Regions from separate parts of the Mus musculus genome. Here all the other regions are linked to region 1. A link is a contact called in public ChIA-PET and HiChIP or PLAC-seq data. All regions are on one chromosome and are shown on one strand. The core of a region is the stretch at or near the end of the contact, and the rest is flanking DNA. Distances in the headings are between cores, read along the strand shown.

The links. ChIA-PET counts read pairs in DNA pulled down with a chosen protein or histone mark. HiChIP or PLAC-seq counts read pairs in DNA pulled down with a chosen protein or histone mark.
Region 2: a contact with region 1 is called in an RNA polymerase II ChIA-PET map of memory CD8 T cells, with 342 read pairs. The contact joins the promoter of Usp10 here to the enhancer-like site in region 1. A contact is called at or near these places in 2 of 484 Hi-C or Micro-C datasets (Th1 cells and natural killer cells), 11 of 115 datasets of contacts at active chromatin or transcription factors (the 230-238 cell line, the HPC-7 cell line, bone marrow-derived macrophages and 7 more) and 3 of 9 other capture datasets (adipose tissue, liver and pancreatic islet).
Region 3: an HNF4G HiChIP or PLAC-seq map of pancreatic cancer cells shows a contact between it and region 1. The contact joins the promoter of Atp2c2 here to the enhancer-like site in region 1. A contact is called at or near these places in 1 of 39 promoter capture datasets (the SN4741 cell line), 1 of 484 Hi-C or Micro-C datasets (uterus), 3 of 115 datasets of contacts at active chromatin or transcription factors (bone marrow-derived macrophages, pancreatic cancer cells and trophoblast stem cells) and 3 of 9 other capture datasets (adipose tissue, liver and pancreatic islet).

The regions. Positions count from the first base shown.
Region 1 is chr8:119,811,756-119,814,455 of GRCm38.p6, reverse strand. The region is part of intron 3 of Cotl1 (coactosin-like 1 (Dictyostelium)); the gene reads left to right. Among named protein-coding and RNA genes, the nearest start is that of Cotl1, 27 kb to the left of the region's middle. Within about 2 kb of position 1,340, at least 163 of the 459 cell types and tissues checked have an H3K27ac peak or open chromatin away from gene starts, as enhancers often do. A contact at or near this core is called in the 230-238 cell line, the HPC-7 cell line, Th1 cells and 8 more, where this site is marked.
Region 2 is chr8:119,908,919-119,911,618 of GRCm38.p6, reverse strand. Usp10 (ubiquitin specific peptidase 10) reads right to left here and starts at 1,259. Exons shown (of 14, transcript NM_009462.2): 1 at 680-1,259. The coding sequence starts at 700.
Region 3 is chr8:119,698,597-119,701,296 of GRCm38.p6, reverse strand. Atp2c2 (ATPase, Ca++ transporting, type 2C, member 2) reads right to left here and starts at 1,288. Exons shown (of 27, transcript NM_026922.1): 1 at 1,040-1,288. The coding sequence starts at 1,132.

The DNA.
Region 1 (2,700 bases), core at 91-2,590:
CTGCTGGGGGGGATGTGAGTCTGCACACACCCCTGACTTCAGCTGGGCAGTGTGGTCTCTTGTGGGGTGAGGAGAACAGAGCCAGGTTCATCAGCCCCGAGCCAGGCTCGTGGCGAGCAAGGCCGCAGTCTGACTGATTGTTGATGAGAGACATCAGCCCGTAGCGAAGACCCAGGCTCTGTCTCGGAACCACAGTATGGCTTGGGCTCCAGTGGCCTCAGAAATGCTAGCTGCCTGCCTTGGTCACTTGGAGGGAAAACCATTCAACCCAAGATGAGGGACTCTTGATTCTGCCTTCTAACTTTGAGGTTCCCCAGAACAGCAGGAGTGGAAGGTCGTGACCTGGGGGGTGGGGATGGGGAGGCTGGAACGTGTGATCGGCACCCCCACACTGCTCTCCCACAGTAATAGTCCCAGAGGATCCGTCTCTGGCCTCTGCAGGCAGCAACTATAAAAAACGAATCTGCAGACAAAGTTGTCTTCTGTGGCAGCAGAGAGGAGAGAATGTCCCGTGTGGCTGACCCCACGTGGCTGTTCTGTCAACTTTGGAGACTTGGAAGCATTCGCTTCATGGCGATTTGGTTTTAAATGTGCCTCAAGGTTCGAGGTGTTTTTTTTTTTTTTTTAAGTTTGGGACAGTGAATATGTGTGCACGTACGTGGTGTATCTCTGGTAGAGTATAGACGATTTTGCCTATTTACATTTCTTGCTCTGTACCATTCACTAGTCTGATCTCCTTTTTGAGACGGAGTCACATGTACTAACTTTGTGTGGGGATTTGTGCACACCACAGCAGCATGTGGAGTCTGGACAGCGTGCAGGGGCTGGCCTCTCCTTTCATGGGGGGGGGGGGGGGGCGGGGCAGGGCGGGGATCTGAGATCATCAGGCTTCGAGACGAGTGCCTTTACCTTCTGAGCCATCTCCCCACCCAGTCTCGAATTTCTGATCCTCTTCTCTCTGGGATTACAGGCCTGCGCCAACACGCCAGGTTTATGAAGTGCTGGGGCTTGAACCCAGGGCTCTGTGCACGCTAGGCATGCCCTCCGCCAGCTGAGCCACGTGCACAGCCCCTGTTTGTTTGTTGAGACAGAGTTTTGCTATGTAACACAAACTGGCTTCAGACTGGTGGGCAGTCAGTCTCCTGCTCTCTGGGCTTGCATCCCACACTGCCTGGTTGTAGTGTGACCACGGGACAGCTCTTGTGGTTTTAGCCATAGCTGCACCCAGCCCTTAGAACTTCCCTTTAGATTTCTTAGTCCTTATCTTGTCTTCCTAAACTCTTGTTCCTGACCCAGACTTCAGGTTCTTCTTTACATTGCCATATAAGGCTGTCAAACAAGCAGAGGACTTTGAACTTCCTCTTAGGCTTCTTGCCCCATTGACTTCCTTGCTGGGGCACCCGCGCCCCTCCCCCGTGCCGCTGGCCTGGGAGTTGAGACACAACTCTCTATTCTCTTTCCAGACCTGGGGTCCACTGCCTTCCATGGTCTGGGTCACATGCATAAGCTTAGCAGTGCTGGCCCTGGGGCTGCTGGGAAGGGTCTTTGAATTTGGGGCTGCATAAGGCTGTCTCAGCTCTGCCCCCAGGGCCTTATCGTAACCTGGTAAAAGGCTAATGTATTGAGGGTGGATTCAGTCAGATTGTGTGAGGCTTGCCTCTCTTGGCAAATATTAACCCCTCCTCCATATCCTGCCATGTCTTGGTGGCCTTGCTCATGGTATCTAGGAAGCCGAGAACGTGATCTTTCTGGTGCTATGGCGACTTTGCTGATTTTGGTTTTTATTGATGTAAAATCCATTTAATGTAAAAGTAAGCTCTTTAACCACCCCTCCCTAGTTCCAAAGCATTTTGCTCCCTTTCTTGATATCTACATATAGTAGTTGGGGGTGAGGACAGTGCTGGGGCTTGAACCCGCGCCCTCCTGCCTGCTAAGGTAAGCACTGAACTGAGCCACACTCCTGCTCTGAGGCTGTAGTCCCAGGTCTGTGACCTTGGGCAGGCATTGTGGTCTTCAGACTCTGTCTTGTTTGTAAAAGAAAAATAATCTTGATTGTCTTTGAGAATTTTTATCTTTTGGTTTTTCGAGACAGGGTTTCTTGTGTAGCCCTGGCTGTCCTGGAACTCGCTCTGTAGACCAGGCTGGCCTCGAATCCCAGAGAGCCACCTGTCTTTGCCTCCTGAGTGCTGGGACTAAAGGCATATGCCACCAGTTCCTGGTGTCTTTTGGAATCTGAAAAGCTGCCATTGGGCTGGTGTGGGGCAGAGTGAGCTGCTCTTCTGACCCCTGCTGGCTTGCAGTCACCTCCACGAACTGTGCAGTTTTACCACAATGCGTCTTAGATGACATCTGCCGTTTCCTGTTTTGTCTCCCACCCCTGGTCACCTCTGGTCTGCTTTCTCTGTGGATTTGCCTTTTTTGGACATTTCCTGTCAGAGGAACCAGACAGTGGGTGGCTCTTCATGTCTGTCTGTTTTTGCCCATGTTCAGGGATTTGTTCGCCCATGTTGCACCGGGCATTAGAATTTCATCGATGACTAATTAATGCGTCACCATTTGGAACGTCCATGCATTGAGGGTCTGCCTTACCCTCTCTTCTCATCTGATGGCTAGCTACCTGGGGTGCTTGGCTGTTTGGGGTGAATCACGTAGCTGTGAAGTCTGGGCATGTGTGTCTGTGCCCGGGTGATTTCATTTCTC
Region 2 (2,700 bases), core at 10-2,509, 97 kb before region 1:
GAGAAAGATCAAATAAAAAGACGATCGTTCTTCAAAGGTGGCCTCACCAGACCGACCTCACCTGCCTTGTACATACATCCACCTACCATCCTCAAAAAGGCAATTTTACTTCTTAGTTTCCCGAGAGTCGCAGCCCGGAGAAGCGGCACCACGTGCTGACTTCTCACTCGTCCTAAGTGCATCTTAGGAGAGGGGCTGCAGGAGCAGCTCCGGGCACAGAAAACACAGCAGGCAATCCGGCCTGCCGGGCCCCGACCCAGCCCGGGCTCGGACACCGTGCAAAAGGTGTCAGTCTCGGGCAAACCGGAGTATGCCGCCCCGGCGCTTCCCGGTTTTCTTTGCAATAGAATTCCCGAGGCCAGGGGCCAGGTCCCCGGCGGCGCTGGGCCAGAGCGTCGCCCGGGACTCGGCGGCTGCGGGCCGGGCACGCGGAGGCCTTCCCTGCGGCCTCGGGCGTTCTCGGGGCGGCTCGGACACTCTCGGGGCGGCTCGGGCGCTCTCGGGGAGATTCGGGCGGCCTCCGAAGCCGGGGAAGCGCGGCACTGAGGGGCGCGGCGCGGGCCTAGGCCGGCAGCGTGCCGGCGCCTCCCCCACCGCTCGCCCGCCGCGCACCTCGCGATCGTCGCCCCGAGGCCGTCCCGTGGCCCAGACCTCCCAGCCCAGACACGGCCCGCGCTACCTGTGGGTTGTGGAGGGCCATGGCGGCCCGTCTCAATGAGGTTCGGTGCTGCTCCGGCTTCTCACGCCGCGTCTCCCGTCGCCGCCATCTTCTCGCCGCACAGACACACTCGCAGCGGCCGCCGCGCCTGCGCACTGACTGCGCCGCGGGAGAGCCAGGCGGCGTTCTGCGCCTGCGCGCGACAGGTGGGCGTGCGCCCCGGGCCGGCGACCCTTCTGTCCCCAGCGCGCCGAGGGCGGCTGCTCCAGGCGAGGGCGTGAGGATGGAGCTGGCCAGGCACCCTGGGGCTGCAAGGTGGAGTTCCGGAGTGGTTACTGCGCTGGGTCCGCCTGAGCTCCGCCCTGGGATCTCCGCTGGAGATCTCCAAGGATCCCTTACCCTATGGAGCGCGCTCTTCTGACCGTTCGTTCATTCATTCATTCCTTCACTCTTCATTCTCTTCACTAGCTTGTTTTACCTGGCATTGGGGAAAAAAAGATTTTTTTTTTCTTTGTAAAACATAAAAGTAAACGTTGAAGGAGCTAGTGAGATGACTCAGCGGGTAACGGAGCCCTGCCTCCTGTACCCTTGAGGACCAAATGAGTTCCATTCTCTGGATCCACATGACGCCAGGGGAAAACCAACTACAGACTGTCTTCTGACATACAAAGGGGCACACGCAAAATAAACAATTTTAGAAAGAACTCGTTAATCCAGGAATTGTACTCCTGTGAGCTCAGTATATAGACTGCAGAGGTAGGACGATCATCTATGAATTGCAGACCAGTCTACATAGCAAGTTCCAGGTCACACACAGCTACGTAAGGTAGCTCTGTCTCGGGGTGGGGGGTGGATAGTCATGTTGATGACTTAGCACATTCTGCAAAGGGTAGAGACTCAGTAGGTGTTAGTTATTGCACACACGCAAGTGTATACACACGGGAAAGTTCTTGACTCAGCCATATAGGCAATAATAATAATAAAAACAAACAAAAAACCTTACTAAACCTCCTACTCCCAGCTGTAGACCAGGCCGGCCTTGAGTTCTGAGATCTGCCTATCTCTGCTTCCAGCGTGCAGGGATTAGGGATTAAAGGTGTACACCACTGCCGGGCCAGGAAAGAATTTTATGACAAGCCCCTGTGGGGCAAAGTTGGCAAGTTTATTAAGTAGAGGTGAGAGAGGGTACACGGGTAGGACTGAGTTTAGGATCTAGAGACAAGAAGGAAAAGGATAATGTTCAAGTGTGGGCACAGCTGCTCCAGAGAGTTGCCCTCAGGTGTCTTGGTTTTGTTTTTCTTTGCTGTGCTACACATGTAGCAAAAATTGGCTTCAAACTTTCTTTTCTTTTTTTTTTTTTTTTTTTTTTGGTTTTTCAAGACAGGGTTTCTCTGTGTAGCCCTGGCTGTCCTGGAACTCACTTTGTAGACCAGGCTGGCCTAAAACTAAGAAATGCACCTGCCTCTGCCTCCCAAATGCTGGGATTAAAGGTGGGCACCACCATGCGCACTGGCTTCAAACTTACTTTCTCTCTTTCTCTTCCTTCCTTCCTTCCTTCCTTCCTTCCTTCCTTCCTTCCTTCCTTCCTTCCTTTCTTTCTTTCTTTCTTTCTTTCTTTCTTTCTTTCTTTCTTTCTTTCTTTCTTTCTTTCGTTTTTCAAGACAGGGTTTCCCTGTAAAGCCCCAGCTGTCCTGAAACTCACTTGGCAGACTAGGCTGGTCTCGAACTCAGAAATCTGCCTGCCTCTGCCTCCCAAGGGCTGGGATTAAAGGCGTGCGCCCCATGCACATTGGCTTCAAACTTTCTAGCAGCCAAGGATGAACTGAAACTCCTGTATCTCCCGCCCCTACTTCCCTAGTACAGGGCTACGCTTCATACTCCGAACTCTGGCTCCACAAAGCAAACAAAGCAAAGCAAAGCAAAACTCTACGAGTTGGTTCAATGGTTTCTTTCTCCTGAGAATTTTCTTTTGGCCCTCTTGATTGCACACACCTTTAATCTCAGATGGCTGAAACAGAGGCAGGCAGGTCTCTGATAAAATC
Region 3 (2,700 bases), core at 39-2,538, 110 kb after region 1:
TGAAATATTACAAAACATCTTCTGTTGTTACAAATTTAACCTAGACCCTCTTCCCCCTCGGCAAGACAAGACTCCCTGGCTAGGTGGCCTGAGAACTCCATGCCCTTAAAGAGCACAGGTCTCAGCTCCCCATGGACAAGCATGGAGTTCTGGGTGTGCTGTGAGTTTCCACTCTCAGCCTTTACAAAGCTGGCAGGGGTGGGGAGCTGTGCTGGCTGGACCCCAACGGCACCATCAGAGTCACAGAAACAACGTTATGGCTGTTGGTCCTGTAGAGAAACTTCTTGCACTGAAGCTCTGTAAGGTTAGCCCAGAAGCTACCTTAAGGTTCAAAGACATTATACCATTCAGAGTGGGGTTCTGGTTTGCTTTTTAAGAAAGGGTTTCTCTGTGTAGCTCTGGCTGGACTGAAACTCACTATACAGATTAGACTGGTCTCTATCTCAAAGATCTATCTGTCCCTGCCTCCCAAGTGCTGGGATAAGAGGCATGTGCTACCATGCGTTGGCTCAGAGCAGCTTTTTAAAAACCACATTGATGTGGAGGAAAGCCCTCTACAGGAGCCCTACTAAACAGCTTCAAATTTCAATTTTCACTCTTAAACTTGAGCGGGATTTTGTGTGGCTTTTTTGTTTGTTTGTTTTTGTTTTGGGTCCACATCCCTTTCAATCCCGGCAGCCTTTCTGTAAAAGTTCACGCAGCTGTCTCTCTGGGTAGAGGAGTTTAAACTCCCCTGAATCGGAGAAAACGAAGTTAACTTCTGGCTAGGTGGCCTGCTAACTCCATGCCCTTAAAGAGCACCGGCCTTAGTTTCTCGGTCCCAAAATGGGCTGGCCTAACCAAGTTAATTGCTGAGTTCTGCGCCTTGAGCCTGGTGGAGCTGCTTACTTCGAAGCTAGGTTCTTTTCAGAGTCAACTGAGGTGCTGAGAAGAATCTCAGAGTCCAGTGATCCACGGGTTCCCAGGGGTCAGATACAGAGTCCCAGGGGACAAATGTGGGATCTAATTCCACGCTTCATACCAAATCGCCCAGACTCACCAGGGTCTCCACCTCGTCCCTCTCCAGCGCCTTGTACCGGTGGTTCTGGCCCAAGAAGGCCAGTTTCTGCAGAAACTTGAGGCGTCTCCCCATGGTGAACTGGTGTCCAGGCTGCTCCACAGCCGGCCGTGGGGCTGGTCGCAGTCCCTGCCCGCGTCCCTGGGGCCCTAGCGAGGCCGCGGCTGCTGCGCGCCCAGGCTTCCCGGGCGGCCAGGTTGCCGGGGAGCTGTCTACCTGGTCCCCAGGTGAGCTCCGCCCCTGGGCAGGGCCCAGCAGCTCCGCCCTCTGCACGCCTGGCCCGCCCCGCTGGCGCCAGGACCCCAAACTCCAAGGGTCAGCCGCAGCGGCTCAGGAAGGATCAGGAAGCCTCTGTGTGGTCTCAGAGCTCTGATTCTTGTCCAAACCTGCCAGAGCATAAGAATCGCCTGAAAGGGAGAAAGTCCTGAGTTAAAAGCCTTACCTGGGATAGAGCAGCTCGGGGCCAGTCAAATCATCTGGCCTCTCTGAGCCACCTGGTCGCATCTGTAACTGAAATAAGAGCAGAAAGCTGAGACAGCCTTACCTACACCTATGTAGATGCGCCTTTGGGAGTACGGAAACTGGGGGTGCCACAGCCACTTGTGGAAGATATGTTTACCTGTAGAGCACACTCCTCTCTTTCTAATGATCAGAACAGCACCCCCTGTCCCAGGAAAACTGGGGATCCAGGAAAACAGTGTGATCCGGAAGGGCTCAGCACAGAGCGTGTTTGCATCGGCAGCACACTGGTACCCTGTAACGCGGAGAGGGGTGTCCTACACTTCGGGCTGCCCAGTGCGTGCTCTGGAAAGCTACAAGGAAAACCCTCTACGGGAGCCCTACTAAGCCGCTTCAATTTTCAATTTCACTCTTAAACTTGAGCGGGATTTTTTATGGCTTTTTAGGTGGACCAGGGTCCCTAGCTCCACGGAGCAGAGGTGGCCCTGGAGAAGGCTGGGTCATGCCCCATCCTGGGTTTACTTTTGACCTCTGGCAGTTGATCAACTGACTGCATATTTGTTTGTTCGACTAACCTGTCCCCTTTGCGCAAATAGTTACCACGTGCCTCACTGGCTCCCCCAGGCGGTGGCCACTGCCGTCCTAGTCAACCTGACTGGACGCTTTAGTGGGCTTCATGTCCCCCCTGCATCTTTCTCTCTTAACAAAGCCAAAGCACTTCCATCATCCTGCCGCCCATCCCCCACCACGATGCCTGCTCCCGCTGTGAGGCCCCTCCCCCAGCAGGAGACTTCACCCCGCCCCCCACCCAATCCTAAAAAAAAGGAGGGAAACTGGACTTCCTCAGCTTTGCAGTCCAGGCCACGTCCTTCCAGACATGTGTGACCTTGGGTGACTTTACCCTCCTCTCTCCACCTCAGTTTACTCCTCCGTGAGGTGAGTTGGCATCCCAGAGGAAAACAGCACCAGAGAGCTGGTTTGAGAGACTGCCTCCAAAGATGTGGACATGGCAGGAAGACAGGACCTGAGAGAGCAATAGGATGAACTGCCTACTGTGCGTGGAGGGCCTGCAGGGTAGACACTGAGAGAGTAGAGACCCACTGTGTGCAAGTGGGGGGAGCTTCAGGAGCAGAAATAGCTCTGAGTATAAGCCAGGTGTCCCCTTGTGGGCTGAGTATAAGCCC